Regions from separate parts of the Mus musculus genome. Here region 2 is linked to region 1. Evidence: chromatin contacts called from public HiChIP or PLAC-seq data. All regions are on one chromosome and are shown on one strand. Each heading gives the region's core, a stretch centred on a gene start, on an enhancer-like site or on the middle of the called end of the contact. The rest is flanking DNA. Distances are from core to core; before and after follow the strand shown.

Evidence for each region. HiChIP or PLAC-seq counts read pairs in DNA pulled down with a chosen protein or histone mark.
Region 2: an H3K27ac HiChIP or PLAC-seq map of extraembryonic endoderm stem cells shows a contact between it and region 1. The contact joins two enhancer-like sites. A contact is called at or near these places in 3 of 39 promoter capture datasets (embryonic stem cells and liver), 5 of 484 Hi-C or Micro-C datasets (bone marrow-derived macrophages, forebrain, liver and 2 more), 4 of 115 datasets of contacts at active chromatin or transcription factors (embryonic stem cells, extraembryonic endoderm stem cells and stem cell-derived neural progenitor cells) and 2 of 9 other capture datasets (adipose tissue and liver).

Annotation. Positions count from the first base shown.
Region 1 is chr10:39,569,807-39,576,273 of GRCm38.p6, forward strand. The region is part of intron 2 of Gm16364 (predicted gene 16364); the gene reads right to left. Among named protein-coding and RNA genes, the nearest start is that of Gm40627, 17 kb to the right of the region's middle. Within about 2 kb of position 3,060, at least 90 of the 459 cell types and tissues checked have an H3K27ac peak or open chromatin away from gene starts, as enhancers often do. A contact at or near this core is called in extraembryonic endoderm stem cells and forebrain, where this site is marked.
Region 2 is chr10:39,656,820-39,663,286 of GRCm38.p6, forward strand. The region is part of intron 2 of E130307A14Rik (RIKEN cDNA E130307A14 gene); the gene reads right to left. It also overlaps the pseudogene Gm8899. Among named protein-coding and RNA genes, the nearest start is that of Gm16364, 46 kb to the left of the region's middle. Within about 2 kb of position 2,727, at least 212 of the 459 cell types and tissues checked have an H3K27ac peak or open chromatin away from gene starts, as enhancers often do. A contact at or near this core is called in extraembryonic endoderm stem cells and forebrain, where this site is marked.

The sequences.
Region 1 (6,467 bases), core at 1,810-4,309:
GGGAGGTGTAGCGAGTGCATATGGAACCTTCCTTACCTGCCAGCCTGTCAGAGATGCGGTGTCACTGTGCGCCTGTCTCTGCCTCCTGCCTTGTGCAAAGAATGTTGGGATTACAGACATATGCCTCTGCCTCCAAATTTACATGGGCACAAGAGACCCAAATTCAGTTCCTCACAAAGGCAAAGCAAGCACTTTTTTACCCAGTGAGTCATCTCTCCAGTCCCAAGAATAAGGGACCAGACAGGGTGTTGATTCCCAGGGTCCCTGCTGGAGTATGACTAGGAATATAGAATCCAAGAATTGCTGGCAAAGAACTTGTACTAACTCGGTCGCTCTCCCTGGGACATTTGACAGAGCTCTCCTGTTTGTCCGTTCTTCGCTTGTTGGCCGCTTCATTTGCTCTGTCATACAATTTGCAAATTTATAAAAGTTACTGCTCAGAGTCACAAGGTGCTCTGGTTGTTTTGTTCTGGGTATTTTTCCTTTAGTTAATTATCTAGTGCTTGCTCTGTAATAATCAATGGGTAGCTAATTGGAAGCAAGAGAGAATGAAATGAGTATTATTTGAATAGTGTTTTTAATGAAAAGCACACATGAAATACTATAGGGAAACAGCACAAGAGAATTTTTTTTCTTTTTTTTTTTTTTTTTTTTTTGCATGTGTTTACAAACAGATTCACATAAGCTTGTCACAAACCAAATCCAAGTGTATGGATCATTTTGTTTCATTTTCCAGATCCCCCCCCCCCCAAGGGGGTGAGTGGGCATTGGAGGATACCAGGCGGAGGCCAGGCCTCAGGAGATGGAGAACTAGAGCCCCAGCCGTCCTAAATGAAGCTGAAGGGCTGTCAGTTCCCAGAGAGTGCATGAGGAAATGGTTAGCACGAGACAGCACTTGCATAGAGAATCAGAGATGAGTAACAATGGTTCCTGGTAAATTAGCCATATTACATCATGCACACAGTAACGGAGGGACGATTAGGAAAAATGAATACTAATTTGCCCAAATCCTTTACATAAAATGCATTGACTCTTTTTTTAATTTGATAGACTTTTTGATTTTTTAAAAACATGGGCAGCTCCAGGAAGCTCCCAGCAGAGCATCATTGTGAGAGGAGGAGGAGGAGGGGGAGGAGGAGGAGGAGGAGGAAGATAAACCATCGAAGGCCTTCATAAGCCATTTCACCCCCCTCCTCTCAACCTGCGAATATCAGAAAATATTTGTTTGTACATTCCTGAAGGTCTCTAAGTGAAAATGGAAGGCATTAATCATTGTCTCTGCTATCACTAAACCATGACCTCACCATGTTGGAGGGCAGGAAAGTGATGCTTCCTTCTATCTGTATGTCTGCGCTGACTCAGACGGTCTCTGGGTTTTGAGTAGTAGGGGGAGGATTGGAATGGAGCAGAGCTGTACTTAAAACGGCAAAGGCAAGAACAAAAGCAGCATGCGTGCAGCCAAAGGGGACCTTGGAAGTTACACAGATGAAACAAAACGCTATGCTTGCCTGAGAGTCTGGTTTCCAAAGCAAACGCAAAATGGAGAGCCTTGTTCCAACCATAAAGGTCTCACCATCTATAGTTCCTTTGCAATAAAAGGGGCCCTGTAATCTACTGTGACAGCCAGAAGCTGCACTGGTGCTCTGAATTATGATATTTGCTCACGACTAATACAGATTTTTCCAAAGCAGCGTAGCATTTGTAGCTATAGCATCCTCTGCCCTTTGGCAGAACACAGCCATGTCCGCCAGCTTTCCCTGCTTCCGTTCCTTCCTGTCCCAGCCCCCACGCCTTTCCACCTCTTCCCATTACAATCAGACCATTCTTGCTTCCTCCTTTGTTTGCTTCGGCACACCTCCCTTCATAGGATCCCTGTTAATTTATTAAAATCAGACTTTTTTTTCTTTCTTTTTTAAGATGTATTCTCACTATGCATCCCAGGCTGACCTCAAACTCAAGACCTGCCTGCCTCAGCCTCCCTCCCAACTGCTAGGATCTGGGGCGTGTATCCCTTAGGTCTCTACCCTTCAAGGCAAACCTGTGGCTGCTGGACTGCATCCTGAGCAGGCATCCTGTAGGAGAGTTGCCCAGTCTCCTCTGGAAACTTACTGGTCTCAAAGTTGAACTTTGTAACCCTCAAATCTCAACACTTCTCTCCTGGGAGCCCATTTTAGGTAGGCAGTTCCCTGACCCCAGTTCTCCTCCCTGCCTCGCCCCCAGCCCCCAGCCCCCAGCCCTGCCCCCGACCTATGATTTATCAGACTTTATACCTGAGTCTCCAGCGACTTGCTATCAATCAGCTTTATGCAAATAGAAAAGGCGACCCTACCTCAACAAGCTTTGCTGCCATCTGCCAGGAAATTGCTACAATAAATATGCAAAAGGATAATGATTCAAATGTGAATGCCACCCTTTCAAATCCTGCAGTACAAAAAAACGGCACAAACTGGGGTGTCAATCCTGCAGTGTGAAATCACCGGAGCTGTCCTGAAACCCTGCATAAAATCATGGCCCCATGAAGTCAGCCTTGCCTGTTCGTAGCAATTTTAAAATCTAAGCCTTTCAACCGTGATCAGAAACTGTGGAGAGGCGGTCCCCAGGTAGCAGCCTGTAACAATGACAGACTTCTTTCTAGAACTCAGCCAGAGCGTGGACTCTAGTGTAGGGCACACAAAAGCATCCAAGTTAAGGAGTGGGCACACTTGACCATGAGGGTGCTAGGGCAGAGACCATGCTCAACCAGGGTGGGGCAGGGGGTGCACCACACCCCTCTGCCTTCTCACTAATCACTCCAGCATCACCTCCACTTTCTGGTAATCTACAACACAAATCAACCCCAAAACCTCATGGCAGAAATAGATGCACATGGGTGCATTTTGTACAGAACTCTGCAGTTCAGAGGGACTTCTAGCTACGACTGGCCTCTGCTCCTCAGGGCCGCAGCTGGGACTGCATGGAGGAGGCTGGGCATCTTTCACAATAGCTCCTAGCTGCTGAGCAAGAACCCAGCTGGGACTGTGGGTGAGGACCTGAGCTCCCAGGTGGCCCGTGGGCTGGCTCACACCGTGGGGATCAACCGTGTTGAGACATCCCAGCTGACTCATGGCAAAGCAGAGACAAGCTGCTCCCACCAAGCCCCGCCCAAACCAAGTTTCTAAACAAAAGAAATGACTGAGGACTCTAGCTATGAGGTTTGGGGTTGTTTTATAGCAGCTCATCACCAGAATGTGTAGGCTATCACAGCTCCCTCGTATGCCTCCCCTCATGCTGTGTCTAGGAAAATGAAAACCGAATCTCCCAGGCTGCTATACTGTTTGCACCACAACCGTGAATTAGACTATACCGGTCAGATGTAGTTGTGGAAAGTTTGTAAGGCCAAAGGGAGGTATATGCCAGGCCCCTGAAGCTTGTGCTTGTGTATGCCCTAGGAAGCAAGAACATGTAGCCACAGCTCTGTAGCAGCAGCTCCAACATTGGTTTTCTGTCTCTCACCCTCCTGGTTCATGCAGGAGACCACAGTTCCGCTGTCTGAGTGGTTCCCTTGGTGAACCTCTTCCAGCCCTTCCAGTAAGTCCATAAATTGTTACATTACATCTCTCTTCACTTAAAAGCCATAGGGTGGGGCATGCATCCTAGGCTGACCTGAGTCAGCATCCCCAGGTGAGCCCCACTGTTCCATCTCCTATCTCTCTGTCCTTGCTTGCTTGCTCGTTTTCTCTCACTGGGCACTCTTGTTTTCTTTCCATGCTGAGGATGGAACCGAAGCCTCCAATACAATACACTTATCAAGCACTCTCAGCCCGCTGGTCTTTCTTTTAGTATTTATCTATACTTGTGCCGGTGGGTTATTTCTCTGCCCGTTGAAATGAGCCAGTTCAAGCCAGATTAGATTATATATAGGCAGGTTTATTGGGTGGGGAGGAGGGGTGGGAGAAAGAGAGAAAGGGCTCGCACAGAGAGAGGTGAGAGAGAGAGGAAGAGCAAGAACAAAACCCTGCCCTGTCCTGACCTCACCCCCACCCATCCTCACCCCACCCCAATCCACTCCCACTCCACCCCCATCTCACCCCACCTCACCCCCCACCCCATGCCATCCTCACCCCACCTCCACACACTATCCTTCTTTTTTTTTTTTTTTTTTTTTTTTTTTTTGCTCCTCCAAAAAAAAATGTCTGGATTGTATAGGGAGTAGCCTCTGGGGGAAGGGCAGCCCAGCCCCTGGGCTGGAAAGTTCAGGGTTGGGGGCAGGGTATGCCAGGTAGGAACTGAGAGATGCTGGGAGAACCTGCAGGCCAGGTCTGCTTTGATGTGTAAAACATGCACCTAAGTCCCTAAACCCAACAGTGCCAACCCAAGTTTCTCATGGCTGAGAAAAAAGTCCATTAGCTAATGGGAGACAAGGAGTGAGGACTAGAAAAGGACACCCTCCGGGGCCTGTTGGGTTGCTTTCTTTTGTATGTAAAGTTTTCTAGAAACACAGCCATCCCCATTTGATTCTGTCCTGTCCAGAGCTGGCTTCACTCAACACTGACAATGTTGGGTGACTGGTTGACCCAAAACTCTGAAAATACTTAGAATTGTCTCTCTGTGGATTCTGTAGGCACTGTGGGTCAAGTACCGCCGCGTTCGGGCTAAGCACTTCCTGAACATCCCCGCTGTCATGGGGACTTCCATCTGTCATCACTATTAGTCTTTTTCTGCTGCTTTGTTTTGTTTCTGTGCAAACAAAACAAAGACTATTCTGGAACTCACTCTGTAGACCAGCCAGGCTGTGAACTCAGAGATCTGCCTGCCTCTGCCTCCCTTACTAGTCATGGGAGTAACAAGTAATAACTTACTTGTCAGTTATTACTGACAAGGAAACCAATTTAGAGAGATCTGGGCCCAGTTGATTGAGCACATGGCGATGCTGTTAGCAGGGATACAAGAGCCAAAGGAACAGAAAGGACTCATGGACTGGTGACTGGTGAGGCACCTGCAGCCCCATGTGCTGGGCTGTGCCCTCTCATGTCTTGCTACATGGCTAGGAAGGGTTTCAAATCAATACAGCATTGGGATTCAAAGCACAGTTCTGTCACCAGCTAGCTGTGTGACTCTGGGCAAGCTATTTGACCTCTGAGCCTCTTGCTTAGCTTCAGGGTCCTCAGTTAGTAAAGGGGACTTTTGAGGAAAAAAAAAAAGTCCTATGTGTAGGATATGAAAGCAGAAATGGATAGTGTGTGGAGGTGGGGTGAGGATGGCGTGGGGGTGGGGGGTGAGGTGGGGTGGGATGGGGGTGGAGTGGGAGTGGAATGGGGTGGGGTGAGGATGGGTGGGGGTGAGGTCAGGACAGGGCAGGGTGGGAGTGGGGTGGGATGGGGACTGGGTGAGGTGAGATAGGGGTGAGGTAGGAATGAGCTGGGGCCGGGGTGGCATGGGGATGAGGTAGGGTGGGGTAAGAGTGAGGATAGGAGTGAGGTGGGGTGGGATGGAGTAGGGTGGGGATGGGATAGGGGTGGGGTGGGAGATCAGCAAGAGAAGTTGCAAGGATGATGAGAGGAGATGAACAAGGTACAAGGAGGCTCTTTTTTAAAAAGACATCAGCCAACAGCTCCTAGAAAAGGGCTTGGCTGGGGCAGAAGTTCGATACACATTAGCAGCCTGCCTTCATTTCCAGCCTCACCTTTTGTCAAGAATAAGCTAGAGCTACATGTTTCATGACATCATCTTCTTTCCAACTGGAAGGAGACCTGTGTATGAAGAACCTGCCTCACCCAGCTTCCACTTTTCAACCCAGTACCAAGTAGGCCCGGCCATGTTACCACATGACGCACAGCTGTGCAGAAAGAATCGCTATAGGAGGGGTCAAGTCTGGCCGCAGAGAAGCAAGCAGTTAGCCACTGGCCATCATATTATCTCCCTTAAGCTGGAACCAAGAACTAAGAGACTGGATAGACAGTTGATGATGGAGTTGGAGGTAGAGGTCCCATGGTAGAGTACGGTACAAAAAACTGCAGAAAGAATCAGTGGCTGAAGACCACCACGGGCCACCAGAGCGAGCAATCCTGGGACACCTACTGCCCACAGTCCCACGTGGGGAGGTCAGCCATGCTACCTGAATGTTCTTCCTTTGGAATCAGCTGAGTCATCTCCTTGTGAGCTAATTCAAGGGGGCTCCACTCATACCAGCTGGCCCCACTCTCTCTGCCCTACCATCCTACCCAGTCTCCTGGCTTCAGAAAATGGTGCACACCTCCAGACAGGATGTACTCTGTCCTTAAAGGCTTCTCCATCCTCCAGGCCCTAACACCAAGCAATGCCTGCCTTCTAAAAGCAACTGAACCTGGCTGCAGGTTGCCTGACGGAACCACCACATTACCCCAGCTATGGATGCTAGTCTGGGTCCTAGAGTTTTTCTCTTGGCCTCCAAGTTCGCCACGGATGGGATCTTGACACACTTTAGACCTCAGATACTACACTGACCTCAG
Region 2 (6,467 bases), core at 1,477-3,976, 87 kb after region 1:
CATAATTTAAGTGCTTGTTTGTATGGCCTTATGAAATAATAATTACTTTTGAGGCACTTGAGACCTAGTAGGGTGTTCTTGTTTGGCCAACCCTGAATTCCTGGAAAGCATTTCAAACTTCCGGCCATTTTTTTCTTCATTATTGTTTCCGTTTGAGGTGAGACTATTATTGAGGATTCTACATCTGCAGAAATAGCCCAGCAATTATTTCTTTGAAGTGTTCCCAGTTTGCAAAGATTTAGAATGTAATGTTATTAGTGCCCCTCCCCCTCAAGAAACTTCTCAAGAGCATTCAGCAGCTGCTCCTTCTATACTATCCCAGGTGATTAAGAAAAAGTCCCTCATGTGCCACACACAGTTCCGAAAGGGTTGCAGCTTACCAGTAGGTAGGCAGTCGGTGTAAAACAAACAAAATGTAAACCAGTCAAATAATCAAACAGCATCCCGTGTGTGTGTGTGTGCGTGTGTGTGTGTGTGTGTGTGTGTGTGTGTGTGTGTGTTCGTGCTCACAGTCACCTAGAGTTGACAACTTGGCTCTGAAGTGTCTGACATCTGATGACCACCACCAGCAAAGGAATTTTTACAATTATTTTAGAACACTGATACTCAGATTAACACTTGGTTTATTTCAACATTACTCTGGTCCTTGGGTATCTATTTGTAGGGTAGAAACTGGATATAGCTTGGTAAAAATAACCTTGTAACCCCTGATGTTAGTCATAATAAGCTGATTTGAGTCAGGTATACTGGGTATAGATTCAGATTATTTTCTGGTATTTAGTGGCTAGTTTTAATTTCAGTGACTGTCTTCAAAACACTTGCCTGTCTAATTTAACTTCTACAGAGTTCAAAGATGTCTCGGCATAGGGCTGCAATCCAAGTATTGGGATGTGTTTTTCTCAGCTTCGATCAGAGGAATCATCGTCGCTGTAGTTATTACCCCTTGAACAAATCCCCCCTGTGTAGACTTGACTTTTTCTGAGTCATCTCAACAGGGGCTGCACGTTCTCCAGTTTGAACTTTCCATCCTTGTTTTGGGATGTTTTGCCAAAAGCATTTCCCTAAGCCCAGCCATTTCATCAGGCACTACACTGCCATCTTTGCCAGATGGATTGCAAAGTCCTGTGATCACTGAAATGACCCAGAGAGAGTCTTTAAACCACAGGATCTTTCTGTTTCTCTTTACTGTACCTAGAAGAATCTGGAAGACCCTCTCCTAATAGCAGATGAAATGAGAAGGTAGATTACACCGTGGGAAAATACTACAAAGAAGCCACACCTCTCGTCTCGGAGAGTCTTGTGCTATTTTCCAGCACAAATAGCTCTATATGACACAACTCAACAACACACAAAACAAAAGAAGCAGCAGAATAATGACATTGTAAAGTAACTTTTCTGTCATGGAATTTTCATTCTGAAAGGGGCCCTGAGTTTTGTTTTATGCAGGAAGGAAGCAGGATCCAAAGAAACTGATTCATCCAAGTTCACTCCAGGGCTATTAGCCCCAGCGATCTAGCTTCAAGGCTGGCGAGCCTATGGCACCTTCTGGGGTTTACTGGTGTTCTTATCCACAGTGACAGAGTTCCTCCCTGAGGTAAACACAGCCTCCTGAACATGGGAGGACTGAGGGAAGATTACCTCTACCCTCTGGTGACTTCAAGAGTAAATGATCATGTCACAACTTGTGCTGGGAGAATCTCTTCAGGGAATTAATTATTGCTGTGATGATATGGAGTGTGGCTTCTCTTGACATGGTTTGGCATATTTAGTTTATAGTGGTTCTATGTGAACCTTAGGCCAACTTAAAATTCCTCAAAACCTTCCTGAAGCTTGAAGACAATAATCTGCAATTATATCAACTTCTTTTAAAGCTGTGTGTGTGTGTGCATGCACTCAAAAATCAGTAATTTTTTTTAAAAATGTGTTTTACTCTTTAAATACTGTGATATTTAAATATAATAGTATTGTTCTGATGCTACAAAAGTGGTACTTTGAGAAATATGGAGAAATGAGATGCCTGAGTAACTGCCCTTGGGAGAGTGTGGTGGCAGGGCTGGCTGCAGGAACAGTACAGTTCACCACGAGGCATAAAACAGCACAAAAGAATCCAACCAGTATAGTTAGCATTCTGGAAGACCTACATCCAAGGGATAGCACATTCCTAACTTCATACCAAGTCTTCCTTTTTTTTCCCCTTGAAAAGTGGGTTCAACTCAGAACACATGGTGAGCAGTTCAGTGCCCCTTCAGTGTGACGGTGTGAGTGTGGATTTGCTCACAAGCTCTTAGCATCGAGCCCAGCAGGTGATCTGCAGAAAGGTCAGCATAGCTGACTTGTGTATTTACCTTCTCAGGGGATGTCTGGGTGTGGTCCCAGGCCACATTTATGGTTTAGGAAGTGTTGAGATTTTGATAAACAATGAGAAGCATGGGCTCGAGTGACTAGGCAGAGGTAACAAGGTCAGCGCCTGCTCACTCTTTTCTAGAAAGTCTTGTGAGGAAGGCATAGTCACAGCCCCCAGATCTCTTATGGCTTCAAAGTTCAAACCACCAGGGCACATCTTTCTTGTCCCATGCCTGACCTCCCTCTGCTCCCTTCACTGGGAAGGTGCTGATGGAAGAAGGCAGCTGGAGAGGGGGGAGGAGAGGGGAGAAGGTGAGGGCAAGAGGACTCCTGCCTGATGGATCCCAGCAGGCTTAGTGTGCAAAGCAGTGGAGATGAAGTAGCTGCTCTGGTATGCGTCCAAGCTGCTGTTCTATTTTTACTCTCTCCTGCATGCTTCTTAGCCCAGTGTTGTTTGCCTGGGCACCTGGATCAGCAGCAAAACATGGAACAGAGCCACTCAGTAAAGCAGGGAGGAAGGAGGCCATTGATGCGGGCTTTGTTGTTGCTGACAGGGAAGAGAGACCTGGAATGTTAATGAGGATAGCTTTCGAAGCATGCCTTCACGGTTAGCAAGGAGTTCAAAGGAGAAGGCAGACTCAGGCCGGTGCTGAACAAATGTGAACTGTTGATAGAGAGACAGAGAAATCAATTATGCTGTTGCAGGCTCCCATGCCATTGTGTTGGAGTTGTTAGAGAAGGTAGGACAAGGACCAGATTTCAAAAGGAAACAAAGCCACATGGCCCTGAAGTATAACGAGTTTGCCATGGCAACTGATGGAAATGAGCCTCCGGGGCCTGAGCAGGTGTGCTATCTTACAGAATAAACATACTTCTCTCACTCCCTGGATTTTATAATAAAACCTGTGTTTGGATTACTTTCCCTCCTCTTTGTTACCCAGAGAAGTTGGCTGTTGCTCAATCAGCCCCAGGCTCTATCGAGGGAAATGTAATCAGTGTTATCAAAGGACTGCGTTGGAAAAGGCTGGCTATAAGCCTGGCTGCCAGCTTCACCACAGAGTGGCAGCTGGCCTCGGGTACCTGCCCGGCCTTTGCCAAATCCCAGGCAATGCCTTGGGCTGAAAGCTGCTGGTTCTGAGTTTATCTGGGTACAACAGTATTGTCTGAACCTCACTGGCATTGGTCAAAGGCTTCTTTCTCTATAACCAGAGAAATGTGTTTGCGTAGTCAGGACCTGACTGATTTAGCATCTTGCATTTTGTCTGTCACGGTTCCTTGAGTTCAAGGACTGATTTTGCTCTCCAATCTGCTGTTATCCACAGTTTGTTTACTTAGAAACTTGAGAGAACTTATGTTTCCCTGGCTTGAAATCCCTCTCCAGTAGGTTCCAGAGCAGTAGATTCTTGGTCTGAAATATACACAACCGCAGAGGTTTTATAAAGAACCCCTAAGCTAGAGACTAAGGAAGCTTACATTTAATTTTATAAGGCCCAAGTCATACTAGTGTGAAATAACCATTCTCAGTATTCTCCTTTGTGACTAGAGAGACATGTCTTCCACTGTAGTTTACAATAAACGTTTAAAACAAGGTGCTCATTCTCAATGGCTCCTAAAACAATTTGTGAGCATGGTCATGGCAAACAGTTGACACGAGGACAGCTTGCTTAGCCAGTCAGCTCTTGGCCTGAGAGGTTGTCTTGGCTGGCCCCTTACATATTGCCTGACCTTTGACCCCAATAAGAAAAGCATGGCTGACTTAAGAACTGATCCAAGCTGTGGTGCAAGGCATTAACCCTCTACTGTTCTTCCTCTACCACAAGCACAGACCTTGACCCTGTCACACTTGTGCTTACATTTAGCTTCTTTTGTCTATAGTCTTATTGAATGCAGTGCCGAGTTCTCCACCCTTCGGAGGTCAGCAGTTACACGATTAAGAAGACACCAGGGAAGAAGGGCTAGAAACTGGCAACCTGGGAGAGGGGCAGCTGACATCCTGACAACATGATTTTGTTATGAAAACATTTTAAACAGATGTCTTTGTCACTGCTCTGTGGCTGTGAAGAGACACCGTGACCAAGGCAACTCTTATAAAAGAAAGCATTTAATTGGGGCTTGCTTATAGTTTCAGAAGTTTAGTCCATTAACATCATGGCAGAGAGAATGACAGCAGGCAGACATGGTGCTGGGGAAGTATCTCAGAGTTCTACATTTGGATCTGTAGGCAGCAGGAAGAGGGATTCTGAGCTTGGCTTGGGCCTTAGAAAACCCAAAACCCACCCCCAAAGACACCCCCCCCCACAAGCCACACCTCCTAATCCTTTCAAACAGTGCCACTTCCTGGTGACCAAGCCTTTGAGTATATGAGCCTATGGGGCCCATTATTATTCAACCCATCACAACAGACTGAAAAACAAACCATTAAATAACGCAACTTTTAGCGGTTGGTCATGGTGGCACACGCCTTTAATCCCGGCACATGGGAGGCAGAGGCAGGTGGATTTCTGAGTTCGAGGCCAGCCTGGTCTACAAAGTGGGTTCCAGGACAGCCAAAGCTATACAGAGAAACTCTGTCTTGGAAAAACAAAAACAAAAACAAAACAACAACAACAACAAAAAAACCAAAAACCCAAATATGCAACTTTTAAGATGCTGCCAAGTGACATTTACAAAAGCAACTTTATATCTATTTTTTTCCCAAGTGAAATCAAATGAATCACGGGTTCAGTGGTTCAGATTCATATACTGTAGTAATAAATACCCCTGTGCTGGACAGTTTTATGTCAGCTTGACACAAACTAAAGTTATCTGAGAGGAAGTTACCTCAATTAAGAAAATGTCTGGGGGGGGGGGGCGAACTCGTAGGGTCTGACCGAGGCCACAGGGAGGCTGCGTCTTGGGACCGGACACCTTGGCGGGACGATGGACCAAAAGAAAAAGCTTGGACGCTACAACCTCCTCCTTGGTAGATCTTAAGATGGAGCTCTTTCGAAAACAAGAAGAATTCAAACAAGAAAAACTTCTAAAAGATTCTGGAGTTTTTGGAAAACCAAAGACAATTAATAAGAAGCCAACAAAATGTGGGTGTTACAAGCCGAGCAGAGAAGGACGCTGGACAAAAGCTTGAGGAGCAGAAGACTTTACACAAAGCAAAGGAAAAATTGGAAGAAAAGGCCAAATTATATGAAAAGATGACTAAAGGAGGCTTTCTAGATGAGGAAGTGGAGGACATGTACCTTGTGGATTTCACACAGAAGATCACAGACAAGCGAAAAGAAATGGAGGTGCTTGGTGCCACGAGAGAGTCCCGAAACGAGGGAGAGGGAGATGATGATGATGAAGGAGAGTTTTCTGAAAAAAACATCGCTCCTCCTCCAGACCCCAGTGAGGGATGGGTGGATTATGTGGACTCTTTGGGCCGATCCCAGCGCTGCATGAGAAAGGATTTACCAAGTCTATTGGAGATGGATAAAAATCTTCAGGGGAGACTTTTTGTTAGTCCTGCTAATGAAAAAACTTTGTTATCTGAAGACATGAGGAAAAGAACTTCAGCGTCAGCAATGGGAGGAAGAAGAAAGGGAGCCCTTGAAAAAGCCAATGGGGCCCAGCCACCATGAAGACATCGGGAAAATGAGGCCCGACAACTTGGTGTTGGGTATTTTGCCTTTGCCCGAGACAAAGAGTTAAGAAACAAGCAAATGAAAACTTTAGAGATGCTCTGTGAACAAACAACAGATCAGAGAATAAAACGAGAAAACATAAAGGAAAAGAGAAAAGCTATGTTAGAAGCAAGACTGGCAAAGCTTCGACAAAAGAAGATGAAAAAATCAAAAGAGGATGGAACTCAAGAAGAAAGCAGAGAAGAGATGGAGTTGTTCTTGAGCCCTCAGAGCCAAAGCCTGTCCCTGCCCCAGCTCTTCTGGCCCAGAATAGCAAGGTGGAGGTCATCATCCAGGAGAGGAGGGACACCAAGCCTGGGGTGCCACACATCCGAGAGTGGGACCGAGGGAAAGATTTTTCCTTTGGACTGGTTGAAGAAGCAGTCCGAACTCCGAACTGAGGTAGATCCTGAGTTTGCCCCACCTTCAAATTACTTTGTGGGTCAAAGAGAACTGCTCATTTGAGTA